Regions from separate parts of the Sparus aurata genome. Here region 1 is linked to region 2. The links are chromatin contacts, called in public Hi-C maps. All regions are on one chromosome and are shown on one strand. Each heading gives the region's core, a stretch centred on a gene start, on an enhancer-like site or on the middle of the called end of the contact. The rest is flanking DNA. Distances are from core to core; before and after follow the strand shown. Region 1 holds the start of tfap2b (transcription factor AP-2 beta). Region 2 holds the start of lrp11 (low density lipoprotein receptor-related protein 11).

Region 1 (5,721 bases), core at 972-3,471, 160 kb after region 2:
CAGACTGACCATTTTCACATGAATTCAGAAACACAGTGTGAGGGGAGGAGAACTCACCGCGGTGGAGTATGAATGAACCAACATCTGTAAAGACTCTGTTGGTGTGACGAGAGAGCGCACGGTAAAACAGCAGGCTGGCAAAGAGCGTGTCAGGCCGAGATAACCCAACTCATTCCAGGTGAAAGCGACGATGAGTATCTGCAGGCACGGCCCGATCTACAGCTCCACGCTCAACCTTCCTCCGCCCCGAGCTGCCGCCGCTCTGAGTGTGAGCACCGAGCGCCCGCCTCTACCCCCGGTACACGGTGTAATTGTTATTCATGACTTAGACTTACAGGAATATTAATGTGCGCGAGGCAGGGGACTGGCGACACATGGAGCGTGAAGCCTCTCGCGCAACCGTGAGTGACGTTTAAATTCCGTGGAGAGCCGAAACGGCGCACGAGCAGCAGGAGATAGAGAGAGGAGAAAGTGAAGACCAGTGAGGAATTCCCCCATCACAGAAAATATATAGCGCACTTTGAGGGAGTTTTTTTTTTTTTTTTCTGAGGCAGGAAAAGCACACATTGTTGCCTTTAGAGACGCTTTTACGCACATGATTTGCGCTTAGAGAATCAATATCAGTGAGGCAGGTGGAGAGGGATATACACTGGGGTTGTTTTAAAGCCTTCTGACACTGATCAGGTCAGAAGTTCTGTTTCTAGCAGATACATCCAGCCAGTGCAGGATGACGTGGAGAAGGCTTCCACCAGATCACTATTACGCACAAAATGTCCGCGCAAACAGACGCAAAAAACCAACCTCAGTGTCCGTGGGAGGAGAAGAATATAAACTGGGGGTTGTTTTAAAGCTCAATGACTTCGACACCAGCCAGGTCAGAGGTTCTGTTTCTATCAGATAACATCCGAACTCGTGCCAGTGCAGGATGACGTGGACACGGTTTCTACCAGATCACTTTTACGCGCAACATTTCTGAGCAATCTTGTCAGATTTTTTAACCCTAAACTTCATCCTGCCATCAAAACCCTCCTGTAAAAAATAGAAAAAACTAAAAGATGTCGCACGTTGTTCTGCAGCTGCCTTCTGACACACACACCCGACACACTACAGGGCGCACGAGGGGCTCGTGTGAACGGTGTCAGGAGTCAAAAGAAGCGATTAAACTTCACATTGTGTCTCCAGCGGGCCCCTCTCTGCCATCCTGGATGACTTGTTTAACAACACTAGAGCCTCCCCTCTTCCTTCGCGCCGTGGGAGAAAAGCCATGTGCGGCACGAGACGAGGGTTTCCCGCCGGGCTGAGCCGAGGGGCCTCGCGGAGCGGCCCCCTTTTTTTTCTCTTCCTAACGTGCTTTGTGCTCCAGCCCATTCAGCGCGAGCCGGAGCAGCGTGCGGCGGTGTTTCACCGCCTTCATGCTCGCTCGTTTAAAAAAAAAAAAGAAGAAGAATTATTGCTCTGGGATGAAAGCCAAATAATTTACATTCTTCTGTCATATCATCAGCCTCCCCTGACCCAGCGGTTCTCCAACTTATTTCCCTGTATGTTACAATCTAAAACAAAGAAGTTAATATATTTTTCGAAAAAAATTTTGAACACGTTTTATCAGCACCGGTGGTCTTTTAAAAAAAAATATCTTTCTAGAGAAATTTCTGGTTTAATTTTTGCAAGAAGTTTCAGATTGCTTTTAAACATGACGAAATATCACATATCTAAAATAGACTATATCGCATGTAAAATAATAATAATAATAATAATAATAATAATAATAATAATAATAATAATAATAAAAATTAAATCAAGAAAATGTGAAATACAAATTCTCTTTATCCAAAGTTGAATATTTCTTACGTTTCACTCATCCTCCAGAAAGTAAATGGAGCTGCATTATAGACCAAAATAATAAAATAAATCACGATTTAAGAAAATCTGAACTCCAGATTTTCTCTCCTCTAACCCACATTCGCAGACTAACAGGCCTAAAGCCTCCAGAAAAACCGTCTCACTCATCCCAACAACGTCCAGCACTTCATTAATCCCTAAAACCATCTCCAGTAAGTCTGCTTCATCAACACACACACACACACACACACGAATGGCAACGTTACCTCATAAATATCTTCATACTTGACATTCTCAACTAGTTTCCACAGCATGGTCGCTTCTCCGGTGTCGGTAAACCGAATGCAGCCAAGTGCGGAAGGGATGTCTCATCTCTCTCTCTCCCTCCCTCCCTCTCTCCATCTCCCTCCCTCCCTCCCTCCCTTCCTCTTCTCTCTCTCTCTCTCTCTCTCCGCCCTCTGTAAAGGCAGGCAGGCTTTGTGAATGGGGAACCCCTGCAAAGACCCCGCTGCTGTTGAGAAGAGCTATAGGGCAGGCTGCTCCATGTATGAGCATGATAAAAACAAAGAATACATGTTTTATGTGGCATGTATCTCTGCGATTTACAAAATAAGAGCATGCATTGGACCCTCGGATGAGCAAGTTTGGTTAGGGGTGACTTAGATGCCGCAAATTCAGAGTTTTCTTGAGCAAATTTCTGATCCGATTGAAGTGAAGAATGACTGCATGTATCAATCCAACTATTACACTTGCTTCTGAGGAGGAAATACTGATGGGAGGTCAAACTGAAGCAAAAACGAACAAACAGTGCAATTGTAGATTATTTTTTATCCAAGCTTATAGTTTTGTAGTAACTATCTTTTGGTATTTCTTAAATTCAGACAATGATCGTCTGTTTCTGTCTTCACAAAGGCTGGTGGACTGTGTGAACACCAGCCACAACAATGGGAAGAAGACCAGGACTTAAAGGTCCAGTGCGTAAGATTTGATGAGATTTACTGAAAACACCTCTGGCTTTTCCAGGTGTGTATAACTACTGCGTTGGGTACTAAAAACACAAAGACGGAAAGGCCTTTTTGTCGCCAGTGTTTGGTTTGTCTGTTCTGGGCTACTGTAGAAACATGGCGGACTCTGTGGGGGAGGATGTGTAGATATAAAGGCCTCATTCTAACGTAACAAAAACACATTCTTACTTTCAGGTTATTATGCATTAAAATAAACACATGAATATGACATGATCGATATTATGAAGATTATATTTACTTTCTGCCGATACGTCCCCCTAAATCTTTCACCCTAGACCTTTAATTCCTGACAAAGTCTGACACGTTGAATGACATATCATGTATGTGATAATATCAATTAACCGAACCAATAATGTGAGGTTAGGTTCCCCGGAACAGCTTCAGTCCTCTCGGAGTCCGTTTATCTCTGCCGGAGGCACGAGCAGCATTCCTCCAAACATATTCCCTGTTTGGTGTTCTGATGGTGGCACAGCTCGCCGGTCCTGCATCTCCCATCACTGTACATGTTGGGTCACGACCTGGTGTCTGTGAGGACCACAGCACATCATTCCTGTTGTTTTCACACGTATTAAACCATTGATTGGTCACCTGTTTATAGATTTGCTGGCGTTGTAATGATAAGGACCAGAAGTTCATGCAGCCGGGGCTCTTGTGCTTGACACTACAGTGCGACACTTCAGGCCCCCTTCAGTGTGGAAGCCTCTCCAAATTTTGCCTGATTAAAGGTGCACTACGTAGTTTTGGGGAATGCATTTTAAGATATTCATTGACTGATTTTCAGTATGCCTCAACAAACTAAATAAACAAACTTGTTTTGTTGTCATGACTGAATAAACAAACTGACCTTAGAAGGACAAAACTGTTTCATACTGATTTTGTTTATTTTTGGCAGACCCTGCCACCTTTCTAGCTTCAAACAGTGTTCTGGGGACCTTATATTCCTCGGGGAACAGCTTGTTTACTCGGTCATGGACACATTTTTTTTCATCATTACCTCATAAATATTTTGAATATTAAAATTCTGAATCAGAATGTCTTCTTTAAAGATTACACAATGCCCTTTTACAGGAGGGGGAAGGCGGCACCACAATGATTTGTGTTTACACATCCTCATAGAGATAGGACAGTGTTGTAACTAGTAGTTGCATTAATGGAGAAATAACTGATTGGTCTTTTGTCACAAATAGCAGCGCCCACCTAACCCACCTAACCTGGAAGCAGTATGGTCTCAGTATATCCATCCAGTACGGCCTGTGAACACAAACACCCGACAAGAAGTAGCAGAACATACATTTATATATTTCATACACATAACAAGGAGCGATGTCATGTACCAGGTTTTAGCAAACAGCTTTTTTCTACCTGTGGTCCTGCACAAGTATTATTATATTATATTATATTATATTATATTATATTATATTATATTATATTATATTATATCATATTATATTATTTCAATATTACAGTAATATGACGTTAATGCACATAAACATCCTTGAAATCCAATCAATTATAACACCTGTGGATCCTAATAAATCAATCTATAACCTATTATTTACAACTATAGTATATTTCACAAGTATTCAGGGGCTCACACTGTCAAATATTTACGTTATCTTTGTTGGGTGATGAGAGCTGTGCCAGGCGATATCTCTGGCATTAAAAGATTCAGTGACATGCATCCAGTGGTGGAATGTACCTAAGTACATTAACTCAATTTCTTTTCTATGCAGCTTTATACTTTTTACTCCACTACATGTGATTGAGAACATTAGTTACTTTGCAGATTTAGATTATTAGTACAGAATATAAATCAACCAAAAATTACAATAGTATTGATTAGGCGACCCCACGGCCCACTCTGTTGTTCTTCGACTTTTACTATAACTGAATTAACTGAATAACTGAATACTTATTCTACCACAGCCTGTGTCACAAGAGGAGGAGGGGCATAGACAGCTGTTTGCAAAATAAAACACGAGGATAACCAACTAACAAAACTGTTATCACAGCTGCCATAACTAACAGGTCAGAGGTCATTGTTAAATCTACTTAAAGGTCGTATTTAAATCTATCTACAGTGCACATATTTCGTATGGCATTCCCCTCAAGCCCTCTGAGAGATTGTCCAAGTGTGTGTAAACTGCTCCCCCTAGTGTCCAGAGAGTATACATGCATCCATCCGTCAACACTATCTGTGCTCCCTGAAAGCAAGTGTGCCACTGCTTGATGTCCCATCGTTTCTACATCAGAAGGCCTCACTGAAGTTGATTGTTAATGATTTGGCTCTGCAGATAATGAAAGTAATCATTTTAAAGTGAAACCACAGACGGTAATGTCGGCGTCAAACTGAAAACGTACGCTGTTTGCAGTGAAAAATAGATCTCTTTATGAGGAAATGCATGTTTGTGTGCACACTCGAGTCAGAAGTTGAACGTAAGCGTAGAACATTTACGTCAGAAGGTTCATCTTGATTCATTTTTTGGTCTTTTGAAATGATCAGAGAGCTGCACTCACCAGGTCCAGTCCAGGTGTCAGAGCGAGTCTGGACCGAGCTCAGATGTATACAGCTCCAGTGCTGTCTGTGCATGTGTCTGCACAACCTTTACAATCTGTTATGTGTGATTTATCGTGACACGGCTGCCGTGGTTACGCTCCTTTTTAATGTTTCATGCGAAAACAAAACAAAAAAAGAAATAAAAATAATGCAAAAAAAAAAAAAAAAAAAGCTACTGAGGATAGCAGACATGAATGTTTAAGGAGCACGGCTGTTCCCATGTTCTCTGGACTGACCTGCTGCCAAAGATTCACTCATCCTCTCTCTCTCTCTCTCTCCACACACACACACACACACACA
Region 2 (5,545 bases), core at 1,227-3,726:
CTGACGAGTGTCCATTCGTAGTGGTTGATGCCGTGGTCGTCCACACTGTCCCGTCCATCCAGGACAGCCCAGTCTGTGGGCAGCTGGATCACCACATCCTGTCCAGCGTCACTGCGGGGAGGCTCATCCACATCTGCAGAATCACAACGGAAAACCACGCTAATATAGAAGATAACTCCTACATGACTAGTTTATTTGATTAATTCTTGCTTTACTTCATTGTAGTTGAACACAATATACATTCTTTTTCTTTTTTTTAGACCATCAAAACACTTGCTGTTTAATTTTCTGCTGGTCCACCAGATGGTTAACTTAAATATCATTTTATCATTTCTTCGATTGCACTTGAAAGACCACTTTACTTGCTGGTAAACAAATGGAGGATAAAATTACAGTCATAAAACACCTGGTCTTGTTCGCAGAGTCCTGATGACATTTTGCAGGCTGGAAACCAACTAAAAAGTACATCATTAACCCACCCTGCCTGCTTTAGCAAGATAAGTAGCTGTTGTTCGAGGCTAAATCTAACTGGAGAACTATCTTAGAAAGTGTACATAAAACTTGATGTACCATCAAATCCAATGAGGCTCTTCAACTTAGAGTGCTGTCATGGAGCTGAAAAACTGCTTCGAATGGTGAAAATAATTGATCTTTCATACTCCCTTAGGGCTACAGAGGATCAAGATAAAACCTCTAAAAGAAAAAAACGTCCAGTGGTCCAGTGCTACAGTATACCACTCCACACCATACCAGAAAACAATCATCAGTTACTGCTTCTTTTTGATACCGTATTAGAAAAATTACATGCTCATGAATAATTAACTAACTTTCCAGTAACCACCATCAGTCACTGCATTGATCATCTTTCCATTTCCCTGTCGTACTTGTTCATCTTCATTCATTCACAAACAAAAGATGAGCCATTTTCGTCAAAATCTACATGTTAATTAAGTCAAAAATAAAAATAAACAGGTAAAATATTGAATCCTTTATAATGTGTTCATTGTGACATTTAAAATTCACCTACCTGACTTTTATTCATGTGTGAGCAGCAGTGTTTCAGCTTTTTTAGCTTACACGGTTGGTAATTTAAGACATAATTTGGGTTTTTTAAGGTGCAAGATGTAGGAATTGGCCACCTCACAAATTCATATTCAAAACAAATAGGGGGTAGCATGTCACCAAAGTAACTGCTAACTGCTGCTAATTGTAGCTGCTGTTAGGTGGTTAGCTCAGTTAGCCGTGCAGCTAGTAGTTCGGTCTTGGAGCTGGGGGACCACCGAAGTATTTACAGGGCTTGCATAGGACCTTTGGACTGGAAAGAACAGGGGCTAGCTGGTTAGCATGCTAATTTCTGCAACAGAATACAGAGGCATAACAAAGTCAAAACTGCTATTTATTTACCTTGACTAGAACTTTTTACATATTGCACCTTTAATGAGTAAACCACTGTGTAAAATAGCTATCAAGGTATCCATATTCAATAGTCGACCATAATGTGATATTTAACCAGCATTTTTGCCTGGTAAAACAATACTTAATTAACTCTTTAATTAAGAATCAATTAGAAAACAATACAGCAAATTGTTAACTATCCATGCATGACATTTTCCTAAAACATGACCAGTCATATGGACCCACATGTTAAATCAGTTAAACTTGTAAGCCTGTGATGTCCCACCTTGTGTATCATCCTCCTCAGGATGTCCTTCCCCGGGCCTACGGGCTGAGCCTCCGGGTGAAACAGGGAGGTGTCCCTGCGTTGTGTTGGCGGTCCGGCTGTACGTACTGAAGCCTTCCTGCGGAGCGAAGGAGCAGACATTTTTGTTCCTGTAGGTGCAATTGAACAGGTAGCAGCTGAGACTCTCCCCGGGCTGCCTCGGGTCCTCCTGGACCACCGCCACGGTGCAGTGAGGCTGGGAGCAGCAGGCGTGCAGGCAGTCCTTCCAGGTGTACACGCTCCCCGGGGCCAGCAGGAAGGTGGCCCCCTGCTCGATGGAGGCTTTGGCCTTGATGATGCGCTCCCCGACGGCGTTGAAGTCGCCCACACACGAGTCAATCACGTCGCCTACCTTGTACGCCTGGTCCTGCTGGAGCTGCTTGCGGAATTCTTCCAACAGCTCCTCCACCCCTGATATTTTGGATTTGAGGTCTGATATCGGCAACGAGCGAGCGTCGACATGTCGGGCTGCGGCCAGCAGCACAGCACAAGCGAGCAGCAGCCAGGGATGCTGAGACCGAAGAGCCATGTTGTTCACGCAGTAAGACGACCTCTCCCTCTAGCCTCGGCTGGTGTCCGACGCATGAGGGTCCACACAGCGAATAAAACCTTCCTACATGAGCTCTTTCTCCGGTATACTAATGTTAAACCCGCTGTTTAACACAACATTGATCTCTGAGCCATGAGCGGAGCAGCTAACGGTGCGTCCTCTGACGATGCTAAAAATCCGTTGTTGTCATGGTGAGGAGGGGGGCGGCCGCGTGAGCATAACGTTTGGCTGCTCAGCAGAAACCAGTGACGTCACATTGATGGATATAAATGGTGAGTGGGGCTGGCGCACCTGTAGCACTGCTGATCTGTCACTCTCCCTCTCTGCCTGCGTAAAACACACCAGGCTGGAATCCATGGGCAGTTAGTTAGTTATATATAACAAATAAATTTGAAGACATAAAATACATTAAATTGCAAAATACTATATCACCAATTTATTGCAGGGGGGAAAACACACGCGAAATCACACATTTCCAGTCAATTTTGCAATGGCAATAAATGTTTAAAAATCTAGTTTGTCTTGTTAAAGAGCTATTTTCAGGTAAGCGGCTCGTCTAAACGTTTCATATACAAACAGCCGGCTCAATCTTTGTGCGTCACTCATATGTACAAAGTCAATATTTGTTTTTATGTTCCTAAACAAAATGGAGCTCATGTTCCATGTCAGCCGACAGCACATAGAACAAATCTGCTTTTCTTCTCCCGGACTGACATACCGTCCAGTTTATATCGTTTCATAAAAAATTAGGGGAACCTTTACATGAGTATAATTTGCTTTTCAGGTGTTTATTATTCAGGTGTTGTACATTACAGTAATGCATTTCAAATAGGTCATCCTGTTTGCTGTTATCACACATAACACTATTTAATTTACACACATTGACTCAACATGATAGAAAAGCTTTGCAATAAACTTTACATTAAACCTATGTAATACAATTTGATAGAAAATGTACATGCAATTAAAATAATTAAAGTCGACATTTTAGGCACAATCATTTATGTGTGTGTAAAAAGTACCACTGCTCTGAAACTTTTCACTATATCTTGCAACTTTACATCTTTGTTGATCAGTTTAATATGTGTTACCTTTTGGCACGTCCTTGTCATTCCACAACACCTTTCAGAAATCATTTTATAGCCTGACAGCTCAACTTTCTTTACTTTCACTTACTTACTTTCAACTTTCAAAATTCTCAGGTGAACCTCTGTGATGACTGCTAAACATTGTTTTACTAAAGATAATTTCACCATTTTACTTTAAAAAATGAAAATAAAAATAATAAGGACACAAAGTTGTAACTTTGAGTTGAAAAGTGGTGGGCCCTAAAGGGCTCAGATTAATGCAATAGGAGGATTGGTACAAGGTCAGAAATAATGAGATGGAGAAATAATTGCATTAAGGCACATCAAAAGAGCATAGAAACGATTCCATTAAAACACGTCAAATAGAAACAATTGAAGAAATAACATTGGGAACTACTTAAGCAAGCAGCACGGTTAGCCTACTGTAAATCACTGTCTTATTAGGTTTCACGTACCATAAAATTCCGCAAATAAGACACAATCTTCGCAAGATGTTAGCAAACCTAAGGCTGTTCTAGCTATTGAGCACATCAGCCCATCTAATATATTAAATTTAGATTTTATTATTAGGTTCTGTATAAAAATGTAATCACAGTTTCACACCAGAATCTGTAGCAGCCGTTTTCAATCGCAGACTGTGCTGATGGAGAGAAGTGTTCTTGTTTGTAAGCTAACAGTTCTTGACTGACTTCTTCAAAGTATTTTTTTCATCACCGTTTTATAAAACAAATAATGCTTTTAAAAAGTGAAAGGGAAAATGGGCCATTTTCAAAAAGTACTACGGACGAGTCCGCAGTGTCCCCCTTTTTTTTGTGGAGAACAGTAAAAACATTTGATCCAATTAAAAATGTTTTATAATAAGCAGAGTGATTAGATTTCCTAAGAACCATAGAGTGTTCATTTATTTAAAAAATCTACTATATAATGCCTACCTATGTATATTCAATGGTATTTGTAACAGAACACTTCTAACACAATTCTTTCACAGTTTCAAGATGAAAAGCTTTATTTTAACAATATATCACAAAGATCTTGATTAATTTTAGATAGGAAACAAAATGGACACACTGCTCATGATTATTTTCCCCATATCTGACATCATGTTTTGAAATAAAAAAGGTCAAGGCTCTTCCATGTGAAATTTGTTTTGCATTTCAGATTTTTCATCACAACAAACAGGCATCAGATTGGATGATCATATCTACAGAACACAAGCGAGATAAGCACAATTTTGTCAGTGTACAACAATAAAAACAGAGCAAATGATTCAATGTAATATTAATTACTAACTGAATATCATCTCATTTGATTTGTGACATTAGAAAATACAATATCATACAATTCATTTTTCAATTGTGTTCATTATAGACTGTCTGATCCACATGGAGATTTAACTCTGTTTCTCAATGTATTTTTGAAGTACATAAATGTCACTCACATATAATTTTATAACACAATATTTACACGTCTCGGAAAAATAAAAATGTAGATCCGTGTTATAAAAGGAAATGTGAAGAAAAAAAAAGCATGAACAATTTAAATTAGTCTCAGTATGGTTAAAAAATAAAAATAAAAGCTGGGCATGCGCTGACGTCCTTCAGATTACCATAACAATTAAATTAAAATTCATTAAATAAAAGTAGTGATAAGATGCCGATGGTAAAAACATTAGCACAGATGATTTTTTGAATGTAGTATTTTGTATCTCAGGCTTGTATTAGAAAACGGTCAGTCTCAAGTTTTGTAAACGTTACATCTTGTAAAGACGGGAGAAAACTTTTTGAAAGTTTTCAAGGTTTTCCTCCTTGTTGTCATTTCTAACCCACCAGTAGCAAAAAGCTGCGTAATGTCCATCCGGCGTAGCAAAACTAGTGGCACTTCTGAGTAATTGTTGCTTTCAAAGTGACCTTGTTTTTTTGTTTGTTTTTTCCAAAAGCCTTTTTTCAAAATTATCAAAATACTCCCGACACAAAGAGTCAAAGAGTTCCTTGTGTGGGTGGAAAGCTGCTCTCCGTCAGACGTAGGGTCTTCTCCTAAAAGTCTTGCTCTTATAAATACTGAGGTAAGAGGAGAATACTGAGTTGTTGGGACAAAGGTCCTGACTTCTCTGAGTGGTTGTCGCCACTTAAGGCCTCAGGTTGGCTTCTGCCTGTAGTCTGTGATGGCCTTCCATAGTTTGCACAGGAT

Evidence for each region. A called contact is a pair of places that touch in the nucleus more often than the background predicts.
Region 1: a contact with region 2 is called in a Hi-C map of an unstated tissue, with 3 times the contacts expected there. The contact joins the promoter of tfap2b here to the promoter of lrp11 in region 2. A contact is called at or near these places in 2 of 2 Hi-C or Micro-C datasets (skeletal muscle and an unstated tissue).

Annotation. Positions count from the first base shown.
Region 1 is chr22:12,465,957-12,471,677 of fSpaAur1.1, forward strand. tfap2b (transcription factor AP-2 beta) reads right to left here and starts at 2,222. Exons shown (of 7, transcript XM_030404237.1): 1 at 2,106-2,222. The coding sequence starts at 2,153.
Region 2 is chr22:12,304,934-12,310,478 of fSpaAur1.1, forward strand. lrp11 (low density lipoprotein receptor-related protein 11) reads right to left here and starts at 2,477. Exons shown (of 9, transcript XM_030405461.1): 1 at 1,682-2,477; 2 at 1-133. The coding sequence starts at 2,249. It overlaps map3k5 (mitogen-activated protein kinase kinase kinase 5), which reads right to left. Exons shown (of 30, transcript XM_030405460.1): 30 at 3,038-5,545. The coding sequence ends at 5,492. LOC115574162 (a long non-coding RNA gene) reads left to right here and starts at 2,440. Exons shown (of 2, transcript XR_003982437.1): 1 at 2,440-2,542.